Linked DNA regions of Sus scrofa: region 2 is linked to region 1. Evidence: chromatin contacts called from public Hi-C data. All regions are on one chromosome and are shown on one strand. The core of a region is the stretch at or near the end of the contact, and the rest is flanking DNA. Distances in the headings are between cores, read along the strand shown. Region 1 overlaps CCDC63 (coiled-coil domain-containing protein 63). Region 2 overlaps RAD9B (cell cycle checkpoint control protein RAD9B).

What was found. Hi-C and Micro-C count contacts between places; a contact is called where the count stands out from the background.
Region 2: a contact with region 1 is called in a Hi-C map of alveolar macrophages, with 2.6 times the contacts expected there. The contact joins two enhancer-like sites. A contact is called at or near these places in 1 of 5 promoter capture datasets (liver), 22 of 47 Hi-C or Micro-C datasets (alveolar macrophages, blood, brain and 14 more) and 2 of 2 datasets of contacts at active chromatin or transcription factors (alveolar macrophages and skeletal muscle).

The regions. Positions count from the first base shown.
Region 1 is chr14:32,146,945-32,154,403 of Sscrofa11.1, reverse strand. The region is part of intron 1 of CCDC63 (coiled-coil domain-containing protein 63); the gene reads right to left. Among named protein-coding and RNA genes, the nearest start is that of CCDC63, 10 kb to the right of the region's middle. Within about 2 kb of position 3,978, at least 3 of the 83 cell types and tissues checked have an H3K27ac peak or open chromatin away from gene starts, as enhancers often do. A contact at or near this core is called in alveolar macrophages, where this site is marked.
Region 2 is chr14:31,874,932-31,882,390 of Sscrofa11.1, reverse strand. It overlaps RAD9B (cell cycle checkpoint control protein RAD9B), which reads right to left. Exons shown (of 11, transcript XM_013982863.2): 5 at 290-389. Among named protein-coding and RNA genes, the nearest start is that of VPS29, 9.0 kb to the right of the region's middle. Within about 2 kb of position 4,335, at least 12 of the 83 cell types and tissues checked have an H3K27ac peak or open chromatin away from gene starts, as enhancers often do. A contact at or near this core is called in alveolar macrophages, where this site is marked.

The DNA.
Region 1 (7,459 bases), core at 2,729-5,228:
TAAGGCAGCTCTTCTCTCTAGCTCTCTCTTTGGAATTACCTGGTTTCTCAACCTAGCCTCTTTTTTTTTTTTTTTTTTTTTTTTTTTTGTCCTTTTAAGGCTGAATGCATGGCATATGGAGGTTCCCACGCTAGGGGTCAAATCCGAGCTGGTAGCCGCTGCCCTACGCCACAGCCATAGCAATGCCAGATCCTAGCCACGTCTGTGACCTACACCATCTGGCAATGCCGGATCCTTAACCCACTTAGCAAGGTCAGGGATCAAACCTGTGTCCTCATGGATACTAGTCAGATTCGTTTCTGCTGAGCCACGACGGGAACTCCCCTGGCCTCTTATTTTTAAAGATAAATTTCTCTTCCACTCATCTTGTTTCTTATGATCTCCCACTTTGAAGCTCAGTTTAAAAGAAATCAATGTCTTCTTAATCTCAGCTTCCCAGGAAAGAGAATCCAGTTCGGCTAGTCTAGATTTGATGTCCACTGTTGGCTTAATGACATGGGCCAGGGGGCTACTATCAGGTGGCACAATAGCTGCTCCACAGGGACTATAAAGATACTCCTCAAAAAAAGGTGAGGGCAAGGTCATATAGTGGAAAGAACACTGGACCAGGTGTTAAGATAGACATTAGTCCTCCTCTGCCACTGATTTGCTGTGTGCTCTTAGGAAAGTCACTTGACCTCTCTGAGCCTTAATTGCCTCAGGCTGCAAGGACCCAATTGAGAACTTTAAAGCCTGAAAAGATTGTAAACTGTTCCTCCCACCTATGGAATGGAAAATAAAAACAATACTGGTCCATAAGATAAGGGTCAGGCCCTCTGACAGCATTCTGATTTCTATGATGCTTTTTAAATTGAAATAACAAATCAGATGGGGGGGGGGGAAATACTTCCAGCTGTCCCTGCTTCACTGGTGCCCTTGGTGCTGCTTTTGTTCATCTTTGGGGAATTCAGCAAAGCTACCCACTCCAGCTCTGCTTCACCATCTTCAGCCCTGCTGAGTGGTCTAATCTCCACATTGGTGGCATATGGTCCTTTCTGCTATGGTTCATTGGATGACAAGAGAACCCCTCACCTAGGTTAGACCTATCAGAGCTTCCTTCCCAGGAAAGAGAATTTGGACACAAAATTCCCTGGGAGACCAAAGACTGATTAAGAGGTTTTGAGTGTCAGGGACTGTGTGAAGTCAGCCATTTTTCCCCCAAGTATAGGCACTGCTGGGAGGCGGCACACACACAGTCATTCCCTCACATCTTCCTCACGAATAAAACCCTGATTTGTGTTCCAGAATTGAGTGGAGAATCCTGAATCTCATAGAAGTGAGCCTGCCCAAGATCCTGGGGTGGCCAATGAGATGTGAGGGGAAGTCCACCAGGGGATTCAGGGACAGCGGTGCTGGCCGAACATCCAGTGCCCATAGCCCATGAGGTGAGCTGAATGAAGTACCTGAGCCCAGGGAGGAATTTGAGTTCTGTTCCAGCTGCAGGAACTGGACTGCCACTTCTTTGGACTGCCCAACTGCCTGCAGTAATCTCCATGTCTGCCTACAGCAGCCTCTGTCATTTGCAATCAAAAACCCATCACATAGCAAGATAGTAGGCATTTCAGAATTTCAGATTCCTTCCTAATTGGATGAGAACAGCCCCATTCCTGGCCTCCCACTGAAGCCAGAGTCACCGATTATAATCTCAGTGGCAGACTGCTGAGATCAGTAGTGATAAGGAATCTGTACAAGCCTTCAGAAAGTGATGCGGCCTCATACAGCAAGAGCAATAAACATGTTTACACCCTTCAACCCAGGAAACCTACATCTGGAGATTCATCCTAAGAAAACAAGTCAATGGCAAAGAGGGGGAAAAAAAAGCCCACAGACATGAAGATGCCTACTGTAACATTATCTCTACAGGAGAATGAGCCTGTGTTCTTGGGAGTCAGAATCCAGGTTCTCTGGTGGAGAGGGGTCAGAGCTGGGATACCTGGAAGGGGAATGGAGAGGGGCTTCCAGGGTGCTGGGAATATTCTGTTTCTTGATCTGGTTACCTGGATAAGCTTACTGTGAAAATTCAGCAAGCTGTGAATTTCTGATATGTACCTTTTATATATGCATATTGTACTTTAAAAAAACAAACAGTTCTCAACAAAGACCAAGATAAGGACTTTGTTTGTTTAGGGGCCACACCCACAGCATGTGGAAGTTCCTGGGACAGGGAGCAAATCTGCACCACAGTTGCAGCCTGTACCACGGCAGTAGCAAGGCCAGATCCTTAACGTGCAGTGCCACAAAGGAACTTTGGAGGGAAGGATTTTTTTAAGTAAGTTGTGGTAGATCTATGAAAGGGACATTCCGGAGAGTTGAAAAACAAATAAGCACATTTTGGGGCACATGCATAATACACCTGTCTTGTTCTGCTCACACTACCCCACCTCACTCTCCAGCCTTCTCTGTTTGCCCCGCGTCCCCAGAATCGGATAGTATGGCCCACATCACCCATAGGCTCCCTCTGGTTGGACGTAGCCCTGGGAAGGATCAGCTGGAAGTGGGGCCAGGCACGGAATGGGGGGTAGAGCTTGGGGACGAGGGGGCAGTTCTAGGGCTTGGGGGGCTGGGGGGGGTGGCATTCTTCCCTCCTTGCTTCGTCGCTGGTTGCTCAGGTGCAGCCTCTGCCTAGATTCCTCTTTCCAGCTCGTACCCCCTCTGGGCCCCTATCACACTAGATCATTCCCCGCCTCTTCCCACCTTCACTATGGTAATGGCTCCTCTCTGTAGCTGATCTCTCAAGGCCTCAGCCTTCCTTCTCTGATCCCCTAACCCTGCCCACATACTGTGAGCAATCCTGTCTTTAAAGTCCCTCATGTATCTGGGCTGGATTCAGTTTTCTTCTGGGACCCTGACTGTTGGAGCCCTTCCCCCGATTTTCCCCTGTGACAAACAAGTGACCTTCCTGGATTCAATGCTGCAGGGACTCTGCCCTCCAGAGGGGACGGGAACGAGCCTGGAGTGAAGCCAGCATTAATTTCAATTTGGCACCAGGAGTGGTGCCTACTTTGTCCATCTTTTTGAAAAAGTGAATGTCTGCCCCTGCCCCCAACTGGGCTATCTCCCCGCCCCGGCCCTGGCCGCGGCCCCGGCCCCGGCCCCACCCCTGCAGGCCAGGCAATGTGCTCAGGTAGAGCACACTGAGCTAGCAGAGAGAAAGAGAGAGAAGATTCTGGATGCCACTACATTTCCCTGGTGCCCGAGCAGCATATGCACCCACTGTGCTATTCAGTTGCTCTAAGTATAGATTGCCTCTGTCTGGTCACCTCTTCAAGAGAAAACTTAGGTTTAGGTGACAGATGCTGCCATTTGCCTCCCAAATATCTACTCTCTCCTTCCTTCCTTTCCTCACTTACATCAAGAATAATAGCTCCCCTTGAAATGGAGTCGGCTTTGCGACTTGCTTTGACCCACAGAATGCTACAGAAGTGATGCTGTGCCAGTTCCAAGTATAGGCCTTAAGAAGGCCTGGCAGCCTCCACTTCTGCCCTGGAAGCCAGCACCTGCCCCAGAAAGACACTTGACTACTCAGAGGCCACCATGCTGTGAGGAAGCCCAAGCAGGCCATGTGAAGAGGCCACATAGAAGAGCACAAAAGCCAGCTGCCAGCTGAATGCAGTTCAGTGGATGTGGGACAGAAAAACCATCCCAGCTGTACTCATGTCAACCCAGCATCAGTCAGCGTAAGAAATAATCACTTGTTTTAAACCACTAAGTTTTGACGTGGTCGGTTACACAGAATAGGTAACTGAAATGCCTTTCCTCCTGGCTGGGACTCTATTGTGTGGGACTTTGATGGCTGAAGCTGAGTCGGCTTCTTGGGATCACATGGAGTGATGTCACCAGTATGCTGAGCAGGAAAAAGGCAAAAGACAGAAAAGGTCTGGGTCCTGGATGATACTGTTGAGTTGACAAACTAAAGCTGGAAGCTTCCTGCTTAAAACTTCCTGTTGTGTCAGATTGAATTAAACATCTCATTTCATAAGCCTGTATTAAACAGTTCTTTTGTTACTGGCTGCTGAACCCACTCCGAATGATGTAATAAATTGGTTGCAAATATCACGTGACAGGTTACTTGCAGGGCTCTTAGTAAGCATGGCTTTTTATTTTGATCTTTATTGAGATCTTGGAGTCTTGCTCATGCTGGGAGGCACTGTCCCTCCCAAGATTAGCTAATTCCTAGAAAGAGCAAACTCACCTGGGAGCCAATCTTTCACCTGCAAACCAACCTGTCCAAAGCCCACAACTCAACTGCGCCCTTTATAAAGCTCTTAGCTCCAGGCCACTGTCCCCCTGCCTTAATCCCTTCAGGGCCGGGTACTAGACAACTGGGGAAGGAACCTGTGCCCCAGAGCCTACTGTTTAGCAAATGAGCCATTCCTAAACATGCTCAGCCTGCCTGCTTTGCCCTATCTGTTCCTTCCTGCAGCAACTACAGTAAAGTCTCCTGCCCACATGTTCCCCTCACTCCCTCTGCCTCCTGACTGACCCTGGTGTTTCCCCATGTGCCCCCTGACACTGTGAAATAATAGAAAATATAGATATTGATCTCTGCCCCCAATTTCCAGAGCTCCTAAATCCCCTGGTATTTCCTAAGTGATACAAGCACTAGGAGCATCTTTTTTTTTCTTTTTTTTTCCTTTTTTGACCATGGCCACAGTATACAGATGTTCCTGCACTAGGGATCTAATCTGAGTGGCAACGCTGGATCCTTAACCCATTGTGCCAGACGGGGATCAAACCTGCTCCACTTCAGAGACAAGCTGGATCCCTAAACCGCTGTGCCACAGCAGGAACTACAAGGAGCATTTTTTGTCCTAATACTTGATCTTGATCCCAGTTTCAGACACAGAGTTCCTAAATCCTTTGGAATTTCCTGGGTGATAGTTATGACTTTTGTTTGAATGAGGTGATTTGTGGTGGGCTTTTGCATGGGGTCTGGTCACCAGGATAATGAAGCCATGATTAGAAGCTTGGAATTCCTCCTCCCCCCTCCCCCACTTCTCCAGAAAGCAGAGAGGGGCTGAAAATGGACTTAATGATCAATCATGCCTATGTGATGAAGGCTTCTTACAAATCCCCAAGGTATGCAGTTCAAAGAGCTTCCAGGCTGGTGAACAGGTGGAGGTGCTAGGAGGGCGGCATGCTCAGAGAGGGCGTGGAAGCTCCACACCCCTCCCCCCAGACTTTGCTCAATGTGCCTCCTCTAGAAATCTGGCTGTTCCTGAGTTATAGCCTTTATTATATTACAAACTGGTAAACATAAGTCAGTGTTTCCCTGAGTTCTATGTGCTGTTCTAGCAAATTATCAAATCCAAAGGGGAGGAGGTCATGGGAACCTCCAATTTATAGCCAAGTTGGACAGAAGTTGGGGGCAACCTGGAGACCTACGACTTGGCGACTGAAGGGGAAGGGGCAACCTCATGAGATTCCAGGTAGACAGTGTCAGAATTGAGTTACATCGAGGTAGGACAGCCAGCTGGCATCACAGAAAATTGCTTGGTGTTGGAAAACCCCACCCCTACGCATCTGGTGTCAGAAGTGCTGTGAGTGTGGTAATAGTGTGAGAGTAAAGGAGGAACACGGGAGGAGTGGGTTTTTCCTAAACATCCCTATCTGTTGTGCCTCCTATTTATGGGGATCTGAGAGTATAAACTTTCTTCGTGGCAGTCATTTCCAAGTCTGTGTGTCTTACCATATCTGATTAAAACAAATTCCAGGTACCTTTGAAACAGGCTCCTAGTCTTGTACCTGGTACCTGGGATGCCTGAGGGCACCAACTGTCATTAATATAATGCAGAAGATAGGGAAGACGCAGTTCGGACCTCTAAGTGCTTATTTTCTAATTGGGAAAATCGATATCTGCTGGGACAAGTCTCAGGGGTTATTGCCCCAAGCACAGCCCACGTTCCCTGAATGTCGAGAGAGGACAGGGTCCCGGGTGAGCTCAGGTTCATAGGCTCCCAACCCTGGGCATTGTCTCCCCTCCTGGGAATGCTCTCTGGGCAGAACCTGAGCCAGGCTGGGGCTGAGCAAGGTGCAGGGTGAGGCAGCTAGAAGGTGAAAACCAAGTACTAAGGACAAACAGACAAGTGAGCTCCTGGGGGCAGGATCTTGGGGAGTTTGTTTTCTGGATTACTGAGCTCCAGAACTGGACTGTCTTACAGAGAACCTGCAACCTTGCGTGGGAGGTGGGATCTGCTAATTAAAAGGGCTGAGCCAGTTTAAATACCTGCTTTTCCTAGCTCATCCCCCTCAGGTTTCTGGAATGGGAGCAAGAAGGGGCACTCCACAGAGTACAGAGGTGAAGAATTTGGGCTTCAGTTTGACAGGCTAGGCTGCAAACCTCCACTTTGCTTCTCACAGTTCTGTTGCCTGAGGCAAGTCACTTCCCGTCGCTGAGCCTCAGTTGCTCTTCTGAGAAAAAGGGGTAAACACTACCTACCCACGGACTCTCTGAAAATCAGCGCCTAGGCTAGCACATAGCAAATGGGCAATGAATTGTTGGTTGTTATTATTTAGGAAAATCAAATTAGGGAACTGGATAGGGCTGACTGTCAGGAAGAAGAGGAGAATACAGTTTCTTGGTCTTTCCAAGGACACAGTAGATCCTACTACTGGTCATGAATATTCACTACCTATCTTGGGTTGCACTCAGATGTGGTCACATGACCTACTTTGGCCAATGAATGACATGTGGACAGAAGTGACACCACTTCTGGGCAGAAGACTTTTTTTTTCTTCTTTTGCTTTTTAGGGCCGCACCCTCAGCATGTGGAAGTTCCCAGGCTAGGGGTCAAATCAGAAATATAGCTTCTAGCCTACACCACAGCCACAGCAACACAGGATCTGGGCCACATCTACAACCTACACCACAGCTCATGGCAATGCTGGATCCTTAACCCACTGAGCAAGGCCAGGGATCAAACCCACATCCTCAAGGGTCCTAGTTGGGTTTGTTAATCCCTGAGCCACGAAGGGAACTCCCTGGGCAGAAGCTTTAAGAGCTAGTGTGTGTGGTCCTCCAGGCTCTCCCCCCTCTGCCACGATGCCTGGCAATTCCCAGGTAGGCTGCTCCCTCAGCTTGGGTCTCAGAGTGGGCTCTGCTCCATGGTGGGCATGGATTGTATGGGAAGGGTGACTGACAGGAAAACTTTGCCCTGTGGCACATGGAGTTCCTGGGCCAGGGATCAGATCCGAGCCATGGTCATGGCCTAAGCCAAAGCTATGGCACCTTGGGATCCTTAATCCACCGTGCCAGGCTGGGGATTGAACCCGCGTCCCAGCGCTCCCATGACACTTCTGTTTCCATTGCACCACAGCGAGAGCTCCTCACACAACAGTAATTTTAACAGAATTAGAGTGGATGTTGGGGAGCTGAAAAAGTGAAGGAGAGTACCTAGACCTAGTACCTAAACGCAGAGAC
Region 2 (7,459 bases), core at 3,086-5,585, 270 kb after region 1:
TATAATTTCTACCATTAGTCATTATTTACTATTATCTTTCTTAAGGCTTCCTCTTGATCCTGTAAGGTGATTTCTGTAAGTCCATTGTTAGGTTAAATATATATATATTTATATATATATTCATATGTCTTATATATATATATTCATGTATCTTATATATATATATTTAATGTTAGAAATACACACACACATACATATGACTGAGTTTAAAGTTCTAGAGCATTAATTCTTTACTCTGTGACCAGACTATATTCAGAAGAATAAAAATAAGCAAAAGAGAGCTCATTACCTTGGTTGAATCACTAGCATATTAGTACACATGTTCTTTTCAAAAATAACTTGCAAAGGCTGACTTTCTTGAAAACACACATTATGAATTCTTTTAATACCTTAAAAATAATAAGGAAATACATTAATAATTTCAAGTGCAAAATTAACAGATGTTTAAAAGGCTTTAAATTTCACAGCCATATAAAAATAGTAAAATTAAAGTAATATTCAATAGTTGGCAGGTACACATAGCTTACCAGAAGCACTATTCCTTAATGAATGTATTTATCGCTCCCTAGTGGACACCATGTAACATGTCACACCCTCTGACCAATCAGGTAGCAGAGCTCCCACTTCTTTTCAGGGAATTTCTTATATTGCGTGTAAAACAGTAAATACCCACTGCAGATCATATATGTATGATTCTCCTTCAGTATTTTTCATCCAAGACTGATATTTCTGGATGGAACCTCTGAAAGTAAAACCTGATCATTGGGTTCTTTTCCTCTGAGAGGAGGAAGAGAGGAGTGTGTAGCAACAACAGCTATGGCCCAATGTCCTGCAGTAGAAACTGCAGCACACATTGCACATGCAGTACCTCTGATCCTCACAATATCCCTGTGGAGTAGGTACTTAATATCAAAAGATGAAGCTATAGTTCTAGAGCTCTGTTAAGTGCTGTGCTATGCTGTTTTAACAAGTATGGCTAGATTTTGAATCTAAGTTTGTTTTTTCTCTTTTTTTTTAGCCATATTGGTGGCATGTTGAACCTGTGCCACAGCAGTGACCTGAGCTGCTGCAATGACAATGCTAAATCCTTAACCTGCTGCGCGCTACAAAGGAAATCCTCTCTCTCTTTTTTAAATTTTATGAATCTAAGTTGTATTTTGCTTTGTTTTGCTTTTTAGGGCCACACCTCTGGCATATGGAAGTTCCCAGGCTAGGGGTGGAATTGGAACTGCAGCTGCTGGCCTATGCCACAGCCACAGCAACTTGGGTCTGAGCCACATCTGTGACCTACACCACAGCTCAAGGCAACGCTGGATCCTTAACCCACTGATCGAGGCCAGGGATCAAACCCACAATCTCATGGATACTAGTTGGGTTCATAACCCTCTGAGCCACAACGGGAACTCCTCTGAATCTAAGTTTGAACATAAAGCCCATGAAATAAAATTCAGGTAGGCTATAACTTTCTACAGCATAATAATGTTACCATGAGAAGCAAAAGGATTCACTATAAATATTTCTCAACTTATTTTTAACTGAATTAATAAAAACAGCAACATTTATTATTTTCATAAATATTTACTGAGCACTTGCTGTGTACAAGGCTGATCAGCTGGCTTTTGCTGGATAACAAACCACATCAAAAATTTAGTGGTTCAAAATAACAAACATTTGTTATTTCTCACGATTGAGTGGCTCCTCTGGTGAAGGCTGGCTTAACTGTGGCTGGATCATTTTGAATGGCCTCACTTTCACATCTGGGGCCTCAAAGTTGGGACAACCGGAACAGCAGGATGGCTGGGGCCTTTCACCACCTGGTCTGCAATCTTCCAGGAGTCTACACTTTGCTGTGCTTATTTTCAGGCCGATGGAAACATTCTTAGTTTAAGAGTAGAAGCTGACATACTTTTCTTTTTTTTTCCTGCTTTTTAGGGACATACTTGGGGCATATGGAAGTTCCTGGGATAGGGGTCAAACTGGAGCTACAGTTGCCAGCCTATGCCACAGCCATAGCAACACTGGATCCGAGCCACATCTGTACCTATGCTGCAGCCTGCAGCAACACTGGATCCTTAACCTACTGAAAGAGGCCAGGGATCGAACCCTCATCCTCATGGATACTAGTCGGGTTCTTAACCTGCTGAGCTACAACAGGAACTACTGACAGGTCTCTGGAGGCCTAGGCTTGGAACCCACATAATATCACTTCTAATGCATTCTATTGATATCAAAGCAAGTCCAAGTCCAGCTGAGAGTTGGGGAAGTACTTCAGCTTTCAAAGGGAGGGCCTGCAAATAATTTATAAGTATTTTTCTGTAACCTACCATACAGGGACTACTTTTGGAGCTGTGGACTAGCGAAGAACAAATCAGACAAAAATCTCCAACCTCACAGAGCTTACATTCTAGTGAGGGGAGACAAACAATAAGAAAATAGGAAGTAGGGAGGCCCCCTGTGGCACAATAGGTTAAGGATCTGGTGTTGTCACTGCAGCACCAGGTTGCTGCTGTGACAGAGATTTGATCCCAGTCCTGGGAACTTCCACATGCTGCAGGTGTGGCCAAACAACAACAAAAACAAAAAACAGATTAAGTAAAGAGAATGCTTACTGTAGGCCAAACATTCTCTGATATAAACTGTACAAATGTTTTCTTAGATCAGTTACTCAAATTATGTTATTCAAATGTTTCTCAATGCCTTTAAATTCACTGTTTTGAGAGTTTAAAGTCATTAGCACATCTGCAGAATGCCTTTTTACAAAACCTCAAAACCTTGAAGTAGGAATCCTGTCCTTTTTTTTTTTTTTTGTCTTTTCTAGGGCCGTACCGTGGCACATGGAGGTTCCCAGGCTAGGAGTCTAATTGGAGCTGTAGCCACCGGCCTACACCACAGCTCACCTCAACGCCAGATCCTTAACCCACTGAGCGAAGCCAGGGATCAAATCTGAAACCTCATGGGTCCTAGCTGGATTCACGACGGGAGCCACGACGGGAACTCCAGCAATCCTGTCCTCTTGACATATGTCATTAATATAATGTATAAATCAGACTTCTGTTCACTCAATAAATAGCCAGGGCATCCATCTGATGGAAGTCCCTCTCTGTTGGGAACCTGTCCTTGAGCAGGACAGAATGCATTAGCATGTGTGCTTTGGATCAGAGCATGTTCTTCAGGGACAACTCACTGATTCATTTTCAGCCACTGTGGGGCCAGTGCAAATGCAAATACAGAGAATTGATAGAATAATTGCTAGGCAGTAAATATTTCGGATGAATCTTGGTTCTTGAGGATATAAAACATCTTTTTTTTTCTAATAGCAGATGCTAAATAATTTAAGAAATCACTGTTCCAGAAACCATTTATGATTAGACTCTGAGAAGTTAATCCTTTTTTAGTAGGTCATGTTTTTTCAATTGTTTTCCATCAGTGAAGAGAGCCAAATTTACTTCATTGTCCTAAATTTCTTCCCGAGTTTCAAATGTATATTTGCAGCAGTTTAGTGGATATCTCTGCCCAGGTGTTTTTTGTTTTTCTTTTTTTTTTTTCATTTTTGGCCGCCCCACTGCATATGGTGTTCCTTGGGCCAGGGATCAGATCTGAGCCATGGTTGCAACCTAAGCCGCAGCTGCAGCAATGATGGATCTTTAACCCACTGTGCTGGGTCAGGGATTGAACCTGTGTCCCATCACTCCCAAGAGGCCGATGATCCCATTGCGCCACAGCAGGAACACCAACCCAGGTGATTTTTCTCAATTACATTTGAACAATGTTTCTCCACCAGATTATTAATATAAAATTGCAAACATAATTTTCTGAGCTTCTAAAGTTTTGGAAAGTATAACTATTTATCCCAATGACTGTAGCAGCATGCACCCCCTACTTCCCCTTTCCTTCCTGAGCCATCCTTCCTGGTTGTGTAGTAGCCATGAGGTCTGGGTGGGGCTGATTTCACTTTCAGCATCACTTGTGGGCCCTTGTTGCTATAAATCAATTGATGTAATCTTATCTGCCCCCCCCCACCGCCCCACAATTGAATTTGGTCCAGATATGGCAAGAAGCCAGGGCAGTTAGAGAATGGAATTCCCCTAGCCCCCTAGGATTAGTTTAGGTTTGTCCAGTCAGAGCAAAGTCAAGCACTTTTGTTCAATGCATATATGAGGTAAGGCTCTCCCCCTGGATGTGAAAGAGCAAGCATGGCAGCCCAAGCTGCTGCTGCTGGAAGTCACCATATTATTAAAAGTTTATAAAAGAAGCTGGCCTTAGTATAAATCACATGGAGGACAGGAGAGCTGAGAGAATTTGAAACAGAAGGAAGAGAAGCAGCTGCTGCAGTCTGGATCAAACCACGCCTATGACCTCATTTTGAACTTTTCCTTTACATGAGCCAATATCCCTCCTTATTGTTTAAGGCAGTTTGAGTTGGATTTTTTTTTTTTTCTGTTACTTGTAACTTAGAGCATTCTAACACAACAACTTCCCTACAAAAGCTATTAAAAAAATCAACCAATCACAAATGTATATTGGATATTACTGTAAACAAGCCACTTGAGACATACTTAAGTGGAAAAACTGGCTGTTTGAAATCTAACTGGAAATAAAGGATGAGGATAATTGTAATAACAGTAGTTACAATTTAGTTCACCTTTTGTGTCAGGCACCATGCTATGTGCTTTACACATGTGATCTCACTTTGTCCTCACAACAACCCGGGAATCTGAGGGTAGGTAGGATTATCCCCATTTCACAGACAAGAAAATGAAGGTTCAGAGTGGTTATGTACTGTCACAAAGCTAATAAGTATAGGAGAAGCCACGTCCTTATCTGCACGATGCCAAAGCTCGCTGTGCTTTTTTAAAAAATTTTTATTGAAATATAGTTGACTTACAATGTTGTTAGTTTCAAGTGTACAGTAAAGTGATTCAGTTATATATATTCTTTTCTATTTTATTTTTATTTATTTGTCTATTTAGTGCCACATATGTGGCATATGGAAGTTCCCAGGCTAGCGGTTGAATCAGAGCTACAGTTACCGGCCTATGGCACAGTAACTCAGGATCCAAGCTGCATCTGTGACCCACACCACAGCTCACAGCAACACCGGATCCTTAACCCACTGAGCAAGGCCAGTGATCCAACCTGCATCCTCATGGGTACCAGTCAGGTTCATTATTGATGAGCCACGATGGGAACTCCTTAATTTATTTATTCATTTTACTTTTTTTTTTTTTGCTTCAGCCATGGGATATGGAAGGTCCCTAGCGAGGAATCAAATCTGAACCACAGCTGCGACCTATGCTACAGCTGTGGCAATGTCAGATCCTTAACCTATTGTGCTGGACAAGAGATCAAACCCATGCCTCAGCAGTGACCTAATCCACTGCGCCACTGTGGGAACTCCTTGTATATACATTCTTTTTTAGATTATTTTCCATTATAGATAATAACCTAGATATTAAGGATAGTTCCTTGAGCTATATAGTAGTTCCTTGTTGGTTACATATTTTATAGATAGTAGTGTATATATTTCAATCCCAAACTCCTAATTTATTCCTCTATCCTCCCTCCCCTGCTGCTATGCTTTTTTTTTTTTTTAAATGGCCTCGCTTGAAGCATGCAGAAGTTTCTGGGACAGGGATCAAATCCATGTCAAAGCAGTAACCAGACCCACAGCAGTGACAATGCTGGATGCTGTGCTTTTTTTTTTTTTTGTCTTTTTGCTATTTCTTTGGGCCGCTCCCATGGCATATGGAGGTTCCCAGGCTAGGGGTCGAATCGGAGCTGTAGCCACTGGCCTACACCAGAGCCACAGCAACGCAGGATCCGAGCCGCATCTGCAACCTACATCACAGCTCACGGCAACGCCGGATCGTTAACCCACTGAGCAAGGGCAGGGACCGAACCCGCAACCTCATGGTTCCTAGTCGGATTCGTTAACCACTGAGCCACGACGGGAACTCCCTTGCTGTGCTTTTAATTGTGCTCTTTACATGATTCTGCTACTACATGTGAAGTTCGAAGAAGGAAAAAAATAATGTTATAATAATTGATATTTTACAGGGGGAAATTAAGGAACATAATGTAAATATGAGTTTAAATTAAAATATTAAATGTAAAACAAAATTAAGAAATATAAGATAAATAGTAACACTAATATAACCTTCCAGAAGACCATTCTACTACAAAAAATCTGGACCAATATCACAAGTACAAGAATCTTAAAAACATACAATCCTACCTGGTAACTTCAAATAAAATAGTAGCAATCATTAATAATATAACTAGTACTAACTCTTACAGAGAATAAGCCAGGAATTCTTTTAATCACTTTAGAACTTAACTTCTTATAACTCATTGAATCTTCACAAAAACCCCAGGAATTCCCTGGTGGCCTAGTAGTTAAGGATCCAGTGCTGTCACTGCAGCGGCCTGGGATGCTGCCGTGGCACAGGTTTGACCTCTGGTCCGGCAACTTCCACATGTCGCTGGTTCAGCCAAAAAAAAGGAAAACAAACAAACAAAAAAACCTATGATCCTAGTACTATCATTGTCCCCATTTTACATATTGGGAAAGTGAGGCACAAAGATATAAAATAATTTTCCCAATGTCTCAGCAAGGAAGGGGCAGAGCAGGATTCTATCCCAGACCTTGTGATCTCCAGAGATCACGGTCTTAACCACCATGCTATACATATTTAATCATGTAAAATATTATATGACTGCAACATTTGAATATCTACCATGCAAGGCTGGAGGCAGAAAGTCACTTTTACAACTTGGTGTAGCAGAGAGAATGAGTGAAGGTTTTGGCTTCTACTACTGTGGGGTTGGACTCAAATCCAGGCTCTGTGACCTGCTAGTTCTGTGTCCTTGGGCCATTTACCATGCCTCTTTCAGCCCTAAAGAAAATACTATTTGCCTTCTTGAGCACTTTCAATCCAGGTAGGCATTATTCTTTTCTGTTTTTACCAAGGAACACTGTTACCAAGGCACTTGTACAAAATGTCAACAAGTAGCCAGTTAGTTTCAGAACAATCTTTTGAATTCAGATGGACATTTTAAAAAATCAGTCTGGGGGAGTTCCCGTTGTGGCACAGTGGTGAACGAATCCGACTAGGAACCATGAGGTTGTGGGTTCGGTCCCTGGCCTCTCTCAGTGGGTTAACGATCCAGTGTTGCCGTGAGCTGTGGTGTAGGTTGCAGACGCAGCTTGGATCCCGCGTTGCTGTGGCTGTGGCATAGGCCGGCGGCTACAGCTCTGATTCGACCCCTAGCCTGGGAACCTCCATATGCTGTGGGAGCGGCCCAAAGAAATGGCAAAAAGACAAAAAAAAAAAAAAAAAAAAAAAAAAATCAGTCTGGGAGTTCCCATCGTGGCACAGTGGAAAAGAATCCAACTAGAACCATGAGGTTGGGGGTTTGATCCCTGGCCTCACTCAGTGGGTTAAGGATCCAGCACTGC